2 separate regions of the Mus musculus genome follow, and region 1 is linked to region 2. The links are chromatin contacts, called in public Hi-C maps. All regions are on one chromosome and are shown on one strand. Each heading gives the region's core, a stretch centred on a gene start, on an enhancer-like site or on the middle of the called end of the contact. The rest is flanking DNA. Distances are from core to core; before and after follow the strand shown.

What was found. A called contact is a pair of places that touch in the nucleus more often than the background predicts.
Region 1: a contact with region 2 is called in a Hi-C map of B cells, with 7 read pairs. The contact joins the promoter of Tcp1 here to the promoter of 6330415G19Rik in region 2. A contact is called at or near these places in 2 of 39 promoter capture datasets (cranial neural crest and pre-B cells) and 1 of 484 Hi-C or Micro-C datasets (B cells).

Annotation. Positions count from the first base shown.
Region 1 is chr17:12,913,711-12,920,785 of GRCm38.p6, forward strand. Tcp1 (t-complex protein 1) reads left to right here and starts at 2,619. Exons shown (of 12, transcript NM_013686.4): 1 at 2,619-2,919; 2 at 4,088-4,173; 3 at 4,333-4,461; 4 at 5,641-5,738; 5 at 6,105-6,215; 6 at 6,566-6,747; 7 at 7,030-7,075. The coding sequence starts at 2,856. It overlaps Mrpl18 (mitochondrial ribosomal protein L18), which reads right to left and starts at 2,381. Exons shown (of 4, transcript NM_026310.3): 1 at 2,237-2,381; 2 at 1,928-2,114; 3 at 60-291. The coding sequence starts at 2,288. LOC115488839 (a small nucleolar RNA gene) reads left to right here and starts at 5,875; the gene lies at 5,875-6,012.
Region 2 is chr17:23,548,534-23,554,909 of GRCm38.p6, forward strand. 6330415G19Rik (RIKEN cDNA 6330415G19 gene) reads left to right here and starts at 2,266. Exons shown (of 2, transcript NR_126484.1): 1 at 2,266-2,367. n-TRccg2 (a tRNA gene) reads right to left here and starts at 1,802; the gene lies at 1,730-1,802. n-TRcct2 (a tRNA gene) reads right to left here and starts at 307; the gene lies at 235-307. It also overlaps the pseudogene Casp16.

The DNA of each region.
Region 1 (7,075 bases), core at 1,369-3,868, about 11 Mb before region 2:
GCACCACCATTCCTAGCCGAATGTTTACCTTTTAAGTAAATACATAGAAATACAAGTACCGAGTCTGAGGACGCCTCCCACGGGGTGGGCTGGTAGACCATGAAGTTGATTCCTGCTTCTAAGCACCGCTGTGCCAGCACTCGCCCAATGCTCTCACAAGCCACCACGTTTCTGGTACTATAAAGGTGTTTTTTAATAGCCCATTCTCGAGTGGATGCTGAAACAACAACCTGGCCGTTAAGATGCTCAACAAATGCTTCTACGTGATGCTGAGTCTTTACAACTCGCAACCTAAACGGGGAGAAAAGAGTTATAAAACAATCTATTAACAAAAAGTTGGGCCACTTAAGGTGAATAAACGCCTACGTGTTCTTCAAGAATTTGGTGAGCCCACTGTTAAGACAGTTCAATGGGTAAAGATGCTTCCTACCAAGGCCAACAACCTGCATTCAACCCCCAGGGCTCACAAGGTGGACCATGATCTAAGTATATGCGGTATATGCATGAACCTGTGACTATATGCACATACCAATCAACTGAAAAAAAAAAAAAAAAAACAATAAAAACAAACTGGAATGGGATTTGTTGATGCCCTCTTCTGCTGTGTCTGAAGACAGCGACAGTGTACTTACAACAATAAAAATGTGTAATTACAAAAAAACCAACCAAATAAACAAAAACCAGAAAAATCCCACTGTAACAAAAATAATAACCACCGTAAAAAGATAACCCCTACAATGATAATAATGTAGTTTAAATAGTTGAATTAAGAGCTGGAGAGATGGCTCGGCGGTTAAGAGCACTGACTGCTCTTCTAGAGGTCCTGAGTTCAATTCCCAGCAACCACATGGTGGCTCACAACCATCTGTAATGGGATCCGATGCCCTCTTCTGGTATGTCTGAAAACAGAGACAGTGTATACCCATACACAAAATAAATAAGTCTTAAAAAAAAAAAAAGTTAAATTAAAAAAAAAAAAAAAAAAAAGACATACAGCCGGGCGTGGTGGCGCATGACTTTAATCCCAGCACTCGGGAGGCAGAGGCAGGTGGATTTCTGAGTTTGAGGCCAGCCAAAAAAAAAAAAAAAAAAAAAAGACATACATTTAAAGCATCTAGCATAACTGCTTGTAAATCCAATGCTTTCAGTTAGTAGCCATCTTGGGGCTGGGGAGTGCAGTTCAGAGGTAAAGCACTTGCTTTGTGTGATGAAGGTACTCATCTAAACTGCGTAGTTCTCCCAAAATAAAATTTAACATTTATTTCCATGTGTATGATTATTTTTGGGAATGTATCGCTGTGTGCCAAGGTCAGAAGAGGGTGTCAGATCCCTGGGAACTGGAATTACAGACCATTGTAAGCTGCCTGGGTCCTCAGTGAACTCAGTAAGTGCTTTAAATGAATACAAATTTTAAAATGTATTTCATAAAATGTTTCTATTAATGAACTTTTAACCTTTATTCCCCCCATTAAAAAATCATTAAGGCTCAAACTTTACCCTAATGTGCACGCTAATAACTAATTCTACTTAGCACTCTATTCTGTAACAGCTTACACACACACACCTTTACTTACTGAACAGGTAGGTACACAGGCCTGTCAGTTCCAGACACTCAATCCCAGCCTCCTAGCCTCCTTTGCTAGAATAGCCTTCATGGCAAATGATTTCGCGGCTTCCTGTCCTTTAGATCTCAGCTTTTTGACATGTCACCTTCAGAGAGGCCTCAGGACATAGCCGCTTATTCTCAAATTACCGTTTAAGTTTTCTTCAAGGCAACTAACTAGTTGCTTGCTCCAAGGTCGCTTTCTACCCACATGTCATCTTCCTGACACATCCCGAGGCTTACCTGGCAGGATCAGTCAGGGGATTGGTGAAATTGGTAAGGTGCTAAGCACAGCTTAGTCAGTCACAAGCCGACTTTAATTACCTGTGCCAGAACTCACGGTTAGGCCACACGGTAGCCCAGCCCCGTTCTTTCCGAGCTACCCCTAAGAGCTCCAGATTCCGAGGGTTCCGGTTGGTGAACTCCGGGGCCACCGCTTCGTTTTCCTTACTCTCCACGTCGGGCTGCACGGCCGGCACGGAACTGGTTGAGAGGGCTGCGAACCCACACTCTAGAAAATGAAAAAGATCACATGCATCTTTCACTTTCCCACATCAGGTACAAAATCGCATTTGCAAATGCACACGTACTGTGCACAGAGCGCAGGCAAGGAGGTGGGGCGAGATTAGTTACCCAGTTTCCTGCAAACTGACAGACATTTCCAGAACCGCGGCCGAAGCGCCATGGCTGACGGGACCTGGGCAAAGTCACACAGTGCCCTATCTTCCTTTGCTCAGGGTCGTCTCGGGGAACAACTAGTCGCAGCCATGTTAACTGTGGGTAAAGCTACAAGGGCCGGCAGTACCTCGGTGTCTCAAGGACCCGGAACTAACAAGCTCCCTGGTGCTGAGTGGCCGAGTGAGCGATCGGTATCCCTGGCTCACCAATCACCGCAGACGTTGAGGCGGAGGGCGGGACACGCTAGCCGTGGCCAAGAGCCTGACTTCCGTTTTCCACTTTCGCGCCTTTCTTCTACTGTCTCTAGTTGACCCAGCGTCCCGCAGCCCCCTACTTCCGGCGTTTTCAGTTTTTCGCCCCGCCCAGCCCTCGTCTGTCAATCCCTACCGCTTTCCCGGCAGACCTTGCGGTTGGTGGAGCGTGGAGAGCGCGCAGGGCGTGTTACCCAGCAGGCCCCGCGGCATCGCTCGGGCCTTTCCACGCCGTGGTCCCCGCCGTGGTGGCCGTTAAACGGTCTCAGAGCGGAGCTATCGGTTGTCTGCGGCCGTAGTGAGCTTTGCTTCGTTTCCTGAAGATGGAGGGTCCTTTGTCCGTGTTCGGGGACCGCAGCACTGGGGAGGCGGTCCGCTCCCAGAATGGTAAGGGCGAGAGAATGGTAAGGGTCCAGCTCGCGGCGGCGCAGGCCGAAGCCCAGCCGCAGTCCGTAGGCCGGGGCTGTCCGCCGGGCCCAGTGAAGTTCCTTCAGGAGAAGCCCAGCCATCCCGGATCCGCCCTCACTAGCGGCCGGCTCGGCGCCATTGCGCCCTACCGTGTAAGGGAAGAATGTTCGAGAATGCACACGGTTGGGGGAGGCGTTCAAGATGGGTGTGGGCGTCCGTGCCCCAATACCTAGTAGAGGAGCTCCAGATAGACTTCTCCGCCACTCCCCTCTGCTCCTTTGTTGGGTTCCAAGCCGGTTGGAGCACCTCTGACATAGCCAGAAAAGAGTAGCTTTCACCGGTTCCATTGGCCCTTGAGAAGATGCTCATAGAATCTAGGTGGCTTTTGCGTTGCTTCCCTTCCCTGGTCTGGTTCTTGGATGCCCAGAATCTGCAGGTGACAGCTGCTCCCCCAGTAAAACGTAACGGAATGCAAACTGAACGTTATTAAGCGATACTTTTAGCTGCCTTTATCGTGGTTAACTTTAATACGAGTAAGCACGTGGTTTGCTGTGGTTGAATTTGTTCTTGAAAGCATTCCCTTGCAGGAACCGTGTTCTGTGTTGTGCTTTTTTTTTTTTTTTAAACAACTCTCTTAGAAATTACTACTACTTTATCCTGGTGAACTATCTAATATTCTTACTAAACTTGCCAGAGTCTGAAGAGAAAGGCTGAACTTAAAGGGTTTTTTCCCCCCTAGTGTAGTAGTAAGGAATGAACTTAAGATTGCTTATAATTTGAGGCATTAAAATCTTTGCAATCGGTGATATACCAATACTAAATAGAAAAAAGAATAGTTAACCTTCACTGGTCCTTAAGTAAGTGATTCCCCCCCCCCCCCACACACACACACACACACACACACAGGGTTTCACTGTATAGCTGTGGCTGTCCTGGAAGCAACTTTGTAGACCAGGCTGGCCTCGAACTCAGAAATCTGCCTGCCTCTGCCTCCCGAGTGCTGGGATTAAAGGCGTGCGCCGCCACACCCGGCTTGATTTTTTTTTTTTTAAATAGTAATTACAGACTTTAGATTTTAGCAAATCATAGGTAGTTGAGTGTCATAGTTTATGTGTTGTTCTAATTAGTTTTCACTGTTCATCTACAGTTATGGCTGCAGCTTCTATTGCCAACATTGTTAAAAGTTCTTTTGGGCCAGTTGGCTTGGATAAAATGTTGGTGGATGATATTGGTGTAAGTATATATCTAATTGCTCTTGCTTGCCTTGATAAAAGTACATTGTTTTAAATTTCAAAAAAAAATCTTTGGTAAAGTCTTTGTTTTTACCTGAGTATGGATGGCATCCTAGAGCTTGGTTTCTGTGTTGACCACTTATTCCTTCATATTTCTTAGGATGTAACCATTACTAACGATGGTGCCACCATCCTGAAGTTACTGGAGGTAGAACATCCCGCAGCCAAAGTTCTGTGTGAGCTGGCTGACCTGCAAGACAAAGAAGTTGGAGATGGAACTACCTCAGTGGTGAGACGCTACCAGGAAATGGCTAGAGAATAGTCAATTTATTAGAGTTGAATCCATGAGAGAGTCATACTCTAGGTCAGAAATAAGTCACCTTTTAAGGCAGTCTCACAAACTTTTGAAAACTAACCATTGTAACTAGTTTGTGTAATTTAAGTAAGGGAAGAACTTAAGGTGATTAAATAAATACAAGCTTGTTTTAAATACTGGAGTCTCGTGAATTTGGAGCCTTATTTAAACCTACTTAACCATGATGATGTTCATGTAGAAAATGTTACCAGGTTTGGACTTTTTTCTTTGTTGTTTAATAGATACTTTTGTATTTTAAATGTGAACAAGAAATCTTTGGAATTCAAAATAGAAATTTGCAGAAGTTAATTTGCTACCATATAGTGCTAATGGCTAGTCAGCAAACATGGCGAATAGTGTAACATTTTGTGAGTTAGCCTGCTTAAGTAGTAAAATACTGTTTGGTGAGGCAGATTTTAGACCTGGCAAAATAAATGGTGAGGGAAAAGTATTTATAGACTTACCCTTTACTAGGAAAGAATTGAATCTGTTTTTAAATAGTGAAAATGGACTTTATCTAATTTGTTCATAGACAATGTAACTTAAAAATAACCTTAATTCCACTCGAAAGAAGAAAAGTTTTTTGGAGATTTTGTTTTGTTTTATTATTAAGAAAACTGGTTTTTCACAGTGTTCTCTATTTTAAATGATCTTAAGATTTTATTGAAATTACTGGAATGATACCAGTCATTTCCATTGATTGCTATCTAGCTCTTGTTGCAGTAAGTCTGTAAATGTAATGGATATAAATTCTGCTGTATTAGATTTTTAGCATTTTCTGGCTTTTCCAGCTTGGACCATTTCCATAGAATACTTTTAGGTTTTTTGAGGCAGGATTTCTCTGTGTAGCCCTGACTGTCCTGGAGCTCACTTTGTAGACCAGGCTGGCCTCGAACTCAGAAATCCGCCTGCCTCTACCTCCCAAGTGCTAGGATTAAAGGCATGCGCCACCACGCCTGGCACAGAATACTTCCTAGTGGTCTCTATGTTGTGTTTTCAACGAGTTGCTACTCACTTGTCTACTGTGGTATTAATAATACCTGCTTAATAATCATGTTTTCCTGTTGTGCATATTGAGTGCCATGCATATTTAAAGCAATGCTTGATCAACAGGTAATCATTGCAGCGGAGCTTCTGAAAAATGCAGATGAGCTAGTCAAACAGAAAATTCATCCAACATCAGTTATTAGTGGCTATCGTCTTGCCTGCAAGTAAGATTGCTTTCAAAAACATGTTATTTTGTGGAATAGTAGTAAATTGTATCTTAATGTTGTAGCTAAGCGTTAAGTTGGAACTGTTGCATCTTAGCATTCAAGTGCTCACCTGGAGTACTAAGCTCCGTGTACTTTTCCCATTTGACTACCACATTTTTCTCCTAATAGAGTTTAGTGGCTATGCTTATGGGATAGATGAAAGGTGCCATGATCTGAAGAGGGGGAGCTGTCCTGTGTCTTTCCTCTATATGAAATGGCTGAACAGAAACCATTCCCTGTGATATTTGACAATGTGTTAAATGTGGTGAGATGCAAAACTTTGGAGTGGTGTGTTTCTATTTTTCTTTTCCACATTCTTAACAGGGAAGCGGTGCGTTATATCAATGAGAACCTGATTATTAACACAGACGAACTTGGAAGAGACTGTCTGATCAATGCTGCTAAGACATCCATGTCATCCAAAATTATTGGAATGTATCCTTGAATGTTCCTGTGCAGTTTGGCCCTAACTCCTTTTGCTCTAAAAAAAATGACTTTTTGGAATATTAGTTTTCTGCAGTAAAATTTAAAGTGCCATTTATTGCAAATTGATCTTATTAGAGAGAAACAACTGATCCTGCTACCACCTTTCCAACATTTCTATGGTGAAAACTGCATTTGAAGTACAGATGGTGGTGGTATATATGCACAAGTCACTTTGATTGTAGTTACAATACTTTTCCTCACTGGTGAATTATTTTGCTAAAAGTAAGTCTAGTTGAGTAGCTTTTTGGTCCCTGGGCCTTTTGTTTTGTTGTTTCAGCTATCCTTAACTGTTGTCTCAGAAATGGTGATTACTTTGCTAATATGGTAGTAGATGCTGTGCTTGCTGTTAAATACACAGATGCCAGAGGCCAGCCTCGCTATCCAGTCAATTCTGTTAATATTCTGAAAGCCCATGGGAGAAGTCAGATAGAAAGCATGCTGATCAATGGCTATGCGCTCAATTGTGTGGTTGGATCTCAGGGTAAGTGGGGTTCTGTTATTTACAAATCAGAGTCACTCTCTGGTTTATATACTATACTCTTAATGAGTTCTAAATGTTGTGATAGGTGCTGGGCTAGAGGCTCAGACATTTGATTCTATCATTAAGTTATGAGAGGCAGGCAGGTCTCTGAATTTTCAGGCCATTCTTGTCTACCTAGTGAAACCTTGCATTTAAAAAGAAAAGGAAAAAAGGAATTATGTGCATTTGGGACCAAAACTTTAAGGTTTAGTGTAATTAACTAACCTTTTTATTTATTTATAGGCATGCCCAAGAGAATAGTTAATGCAAAAATTGCTTGTCTTGACTT
Region 2 (6,376 bases), core at 1,016-3,515:
GCAGAGGCAGGCGGAGTTCGAGTGCCAGCCTGGTCTACAAAGTGAATTTCAGGACAGCCAGAACTATATTGAAATGGTAAGTTGACATTTATTTGAAAACAAAACATTACCTTGAAATGGTAGGTTGAAATTTATTTGAGAACAAAACAAAATTTTGAAAGCAAAACCACCTGCAAGGAACCGTTTCTCTTCAGCTCACTTACCAGCTACCTAAAAGTGCCTAAAACACCTCATTACCCCGGGTGGGACTCGAACCCACAATCCCTGGCTTAGGAGGCCAATGCCTTATCCATTAGGCCACCGGGGCTGACGAGAAAGAGACGTTATGGATGTTCCACCAGTCTGAGTCTTTGGGTTCTTTCCGTGTCCATCAACCGTGTGTACCATTTCAGCCAAGGTACCGGCTCTAACGTTGCCGGGCCCCGAGCACCCTTAAGATCTAAAGGAGGACGCACTTGTAAGGAGGCGACTGAAACACGTACATCGCTGCTTTTATTTTGCTCACTGGTTTACAGAACAGGTACGCGTCTTTCTATGGTGCAAGATATCCAAGATTCCAATACTGAATGAGCCCTTTGAACCCGGACGACCAGTATGATGGAAAACGTGTTTGTGATGCAGGATGCAGGAAACTGGAGCCGGCACGATAATGTATGTGCTTTGCAGTGCCGGTTCCCTGTCCAGGATAACTGTGCCGGGTCTCTGTCCAGTCTTCCACCGTCTCTTCAACCAAATGTTACTTGGTAGGGACAGGTCTTCATGCTTTCTCTTTATAGAGTATACAACTGGCCTATATATTTTACTTGATACCCACCCCCCTCAAAAAAATTAAAGTAAATTAAACAACAACAGCAACAACTAAACAGCACAGTCGGAAGAACCTGAGGTCGAGTTTTGGCTTGAGGCTTGTGGGTTCCGGCCCAGTTGCGTTATCCTCGTGTCCTTTTGACTCTCCTTTATCTCATGTGTGTGTCTGATATAACATATTTGCAAGCTTTATTAAGCCACTGTAACATTAAAGAGAAAATTATTCTGCACAAGGCTCTGTCACGTGAGCTGGTACCCCGCCCTCCCATTCTGTGGTTCTCCTGGGAGTTGTAGGGATGACAACGGTTCCACTTAGACCGAATCCCTTAAATAGAGATATCCCACACACACACACCAGGTTAAATGTCAACTCAATCTGGGACATATTCTTGCTATTTAAAAATTTATATTTACACTGGACCTGTAAGGAGACGCCTCTGTTGTTGTTGAGACAGGATCTCATGTAGCCCAGTGGCTTTTAATTCCCCTGCCTCCGCCTCCTAAATACCGGCATTACAGGTGTGCCTGGACATTGTAAGAAATCTAATTTTCTTACTGTTTCATGGATTTTAAAGCTGTGGACATATAAACCGAATTTACTGCTTTAGTTATTTTCAAGTGTTCAGTTCAGTGACAATTGCATTCACCCAGATAGCCTACTGAGTTTTTTATTTTAATCAAATGTCTTTAACGTTCCCTTGGGACACCTCCCACCCACCACGTAAGCAATCCAATCTAGCATCTATTCGGTTCCTTTCCTTGGCACTAATTCGAGCTGCTCGTAGTCTGTCTTGAGATAATAACTTCACCTACTTAATACAAACATGCTGGTCTTCCTTCCGGGGTACCAGACAAGAGTTTGAAAAGCAAATTTGAGAATGGGAAATTTTAAGGTAGGTTTTTAAAAAGCAAATGCACGCAGCGACCACGAAGGGACTCGAACCCCCAATCTTCTGATCCGGAATCAGACGCCTTATCCATTAGGCCACGCGGCCCTACACTGACTCAGGCCTTAGCTCTCTCCATAAGACTTATTCAAGCGCCTACTGCGCATGCTTAAACCAAAGAAAAATCCTACCTATTGAGCCAATCTATTTAGTGACAGTCTCAAAGGAGCCTCCACAAGTTTGAACCGATATAATCAGACTCCTGAGCAGTCAGTCAGCAGAAGCCCTTCCGGATCCTAGAGGCTCGTCTTTCAGATCTCCTCCATTGGCTGGCCCTCAACTCAAGACCAGGGACAACCCACATGAACTTGCCCTATCACGTCACTGAAGTATCCACAATTGTCTTTTCCAGTCTCCAGACCCGTGCTGGCTCGCCTCTCTGGCAACTCCATGGCCCCAGCGCCATGTGGAGATTGAGACCGCCCGCATCAGGGACTCAGCGAGGCGAGAGTTATAGTTCCGGAGATGATCCTTCCCAGAACTTCTTTCTCCCTAAGCCTCTCCCAGCATATCCAGGTCAGCCTTGTGAGGTTCCGTAGTCCCAGACAGGAAGCACAGACCCGATTCAACCTCTGGTTCCCGAGAGCACAGTCGATCCCCTATCTACTACCAGGTAACTTTCCCCATTATCTCACGTATTTCAGAAAGAGCATACATTTTCCGGAGCACGCCGATCATGAACACATACATATTTATTGGCGCTATGTGAGCTCCCACGCCCAAACTGCTGCATCGATGACAGGGTGTGAAGAGGGGATGTAGGGGAAGTGGTGAGGTTGCTCGTCCTATAAACAGAGCCGGCGCCTGAGCAAGCTGCGGATCTCCAGGCAGGCTTTGCACAGCTCATCACTGTCTGGCCCCAGGACGTCCAGCTCACACACCCGCCTGTTGACCCTGTTGACACTCAGCTAGGCCCTGAGGGGCTCAGTCCATCACACCCACTGCAGTCATTGTCTGCTGGAGGGGTTTTTGCGGAGAGGTCGATACTTTCTGAAATAGTCTATGAATCCTAGGCTGGTCTCAGTCTCTGGTCCTGCCACTACCTCCCAGCTACAGGCATGCTCCTCAATGACCGACTCTTGTGTCTGTTGTTCTGTAAGCCTAAAATTTCAAGTGCTACCTAATCATCTTTGAGCCTAATACTAACCCAGCAGTTTTACATGAGCTCCTTGCTCTCAACCAAAAAGTCCCCCACCCAAAGGGAAAGGCTCCCCACCCCATATATATAATCATATAATCAGCCAGACCAGCATTGCCCACCCTGACCTCAACACAAGAAGAGGACCTCCCTATTAGCCTGCAAAACTGTACAAATGAACTGACCCTATTCTGTAACAACCCAGTGGCACCTCCCTTCCTGCACCCCCTGCTGGCTCCTTCTACTTCCCAGTATACCCCCCACCTCAGTCCCCTCCTCCCAATGGCTTCTGGTGTCCTCCTCTCCTGAACTTTATTTAGTGTATGTAATAGCTGCTGCTGAGTTTGTCTGACCAATGTGCCCTGTATTTGAGCATCTCTTGATGTGAGGGCAAGAGGGAGGGAGGGAGGGAGGGAGGGAGGGAGGGAGGGAGGGAGGGAGGGAGGGAGGGAGAGAGAGAGAGAGAGAGAGAGAGAGAGCCTTCTCCTTGCTTCTCCTTTCCCTGGGTTAAGTGGAAGGTAATGAGAACACTCCCACAGATCCAGCCCCTCTTTCTCCCCTCCTAACCCCGTTCCTCACACCTCAGTCAGCAGCTCAAGGAGATCTCTTCCAGGGTTGGCTCTGATGACCTCCACCAGTGTCTGGACAAAGTCCGAGCCCTTTTCATCCCGATAAGCCACACAGCCTAGGTGAGGGGATGGGGTCAGAGTCAACCTTGGGCTGACATCCCAACCTTCAGTGGCCTATTGTGGGTGGAAGAAGTGAGGAGGGGAAGCAGAGAGCATTCTGGGTAACTGGCTTCAGACCAGCACAGGGTCAGGGACTTCTTGCATCAGGAAGAAGTTGCCGATATTTGTAGAGTGAATATTTGGGTATAATCAATGTACAACAAATATTTACTGTGGACTTGCTAGGTACCAAACAGTGGACAGGCGCCTGAAGCAAGCAGGACTGTCCTGTCCTAGAACTTACACAAGGGAGCATTTGACAGGAGCTTGCCATTCTAACCCTGACTCTAAGGACTAACCTGTAGGAGGAGAGTGACTTAACTGGGGCTGGACTCTTGCTGAGAGTGAAGCTATCACTCCAAGCCATGGGGCAGGAAACTAGGCCCACCATAACCATAGGTTTCTTACCCTCGACAGCTGCAGAGACAGTAAGGATGTCTGCTTGGCCTGAGCTCCCTGGAGTGGAGATAAGGTTGTCTGCAAAAAGAGTCAACTCCCATTACCAGCATCCAGGGACTCCACCTGCCCCAGTGTCTTGTCATCTCTGGCTCAGGGGCAGCACTAGACAGTGGAAAGAATGTGGAGCTGAAAACCCACAAGCCTTACAGCATCCAGGCTGTATGAACTCAGAGAGGCTAGGTCCTCTTGCTAACTCCCAAATTGTCAGACTCAGCTAGGAGCAGAAACCTCAGAGTCCCTCACAGCTTAGGAAGACATTTCCTCCCTGGATCTTGGCAAAGCAGCAAACTCCAAGCTACCAGGCCTAGTAGTGTGCTGTGTGAATGGTTCCCAGCACCTGTGTGCCAAGCCCAGGCTCCAGAAGAAAAGCAGACCCACCTGGAGCATCAGCATGGATCTGAAGAACATCTGCCTGGGTTGGGATGGCTCGGGGTGCTCTCAGCCAATGACGGTACCATGGGAGAGCTCTTGACCCCACACCAGGGTCCCTGTTCCCTGGAGAAGGATGGGGCAGATACCTTTACTCAGTGGAACCTCAGGATATCTCTGGGCGAGGCAGGCTTGCAGGGGTGGCAACATTCATAGAGGTTCAAGTTTGTGGGCTTGACTCCAGGGGAGGCTGGAGAGGGGCAGGGAATGGCTAGCCCGCAGGCTTCCTGGAGGAGCTGTGTGGGAAATGTAGGAGGCAGAGGAATGGCAGGGTAGAGGGTCAGGCTGGAGGCGGAGTCCCTCACCCCCACAGCAGACCTGGAGCAGGAAGATCTTGGGGTGGCCATGCAGTGCCTGGCAGCAGCTCAGTTCCTGCACCAGCACTTCTGCCTGTACTTCTTGACCATCACCCCCCAGCAGCTGCCCCTGTGGCTCCCTATGGGCCATCAAGGCCACCAGGGCACAGCTCACGGGGCCCGTTGTATCCAGCTTTTCCCGAAGCTGAGCCAGTTCTTCCCAGAAGGCCTGGAGTGGTAAAGGCCAAGGTCTGAACCAGCTCCTGGCTGCCCTTCATGGGGCTGGGAGCACTTCTTCAGTCTGGGAGCACTTCTTCAGTCTCTGTCTAGGAAATCAGACTTCCCAAGGCAAGAAAGTGACTGTCCCATGAATACAGCAGGAAATCAGAGGCAAGACTTACAGATGTGCTTCCTGCCTGTGGTGTGGGGGAAACCCAGGAAGGAGAACTCCAGGGTCCTAGGGCAGGGGTACCCTTCCTTCCAGCACCACCAGTTTTGGGCTTCCCCCAATCTGAGCTGATGGGTTTATCCTCAGGGTGGCCTTGAAGCCCAAGGCCTGGCAAAGGTTCCTCAATGCTGCCACATCATGCTGTGCTCCTAGTCGGTCTTGAATCACAGCCAGTAGGAGGGCAAGCCCTGGTTCCAGACAGGTCATATTGTGTGCTTGCTCTAGGGTCTGACTGTACAGAGGAATAGGGACACACAGTAGAAGGAAGGGACCCCCAGTTCCTCTTCTCCCCCATTTGTCTCCCTCAGCCTCCACCCATCCTGCTACTGCAGACACAGGACTGGATTCCCTCTCTGTCCCTCACCTCCAGCCCCCAGGGCTCCTCATCTCCCAAACACAGAGTCCCCCGAAGGGAGGTCCTAAAGACTGGGCAGTAGGTGTTCCCTGCAGACTCTGCAAAAGACCTAGGAGGGCAGGGCCCAAGGACACCTCAGAGAACTGCCCTGATGGGGGCCTGTGGGAGAATTACAACCCAAGCAGAGGGGTCAGGATGAGACCAGGGGAGACTTTGGAGGTCACATTTCAGAGAGAAAGGTCAGGGTGGACTAGGCTCTGACTCATCTTCAAGTTCATTACCTCACTCTAGGGATTACTACACATAGAGGCAGAACCATCCCTGGAGAGGGATAGGTCTGTAGGGGAGGGCTCCCAAGGTGCCATTACCTGGGGAGGTACTAGGCTGAGAGAGCCATGGAGAACTGGGGCCCATAGCCCCCACTTCTAGGTCACTCAGTCACTACCCAGCAAGATGTTCATTCAGACCTCAGGACCAAATCTGAGCCTATCTCAGCCACCAGGGCCTTTCAATAGAAGAGGGCAGAGAGTTGAAGGTTGAGGCTGGATGTTTCAGTGTAGATACTAGGAGCCAAGCCAGCAGGGAGAGCATGTGTTACTGAGGGAATCCTCTGTACAAAGTCATGGAGTGGGAAGGATGTTTGGAGTCTGGGGGAGGCCCATGTGGTTACAAAGGCATGTCCTGCAGCCTGTGTATGTGTGTTTGCAAACAGATGCAACTGCATCTGATAATTTAATTGTAACTGGCTCTAGGGAGCCAGGGAGACATA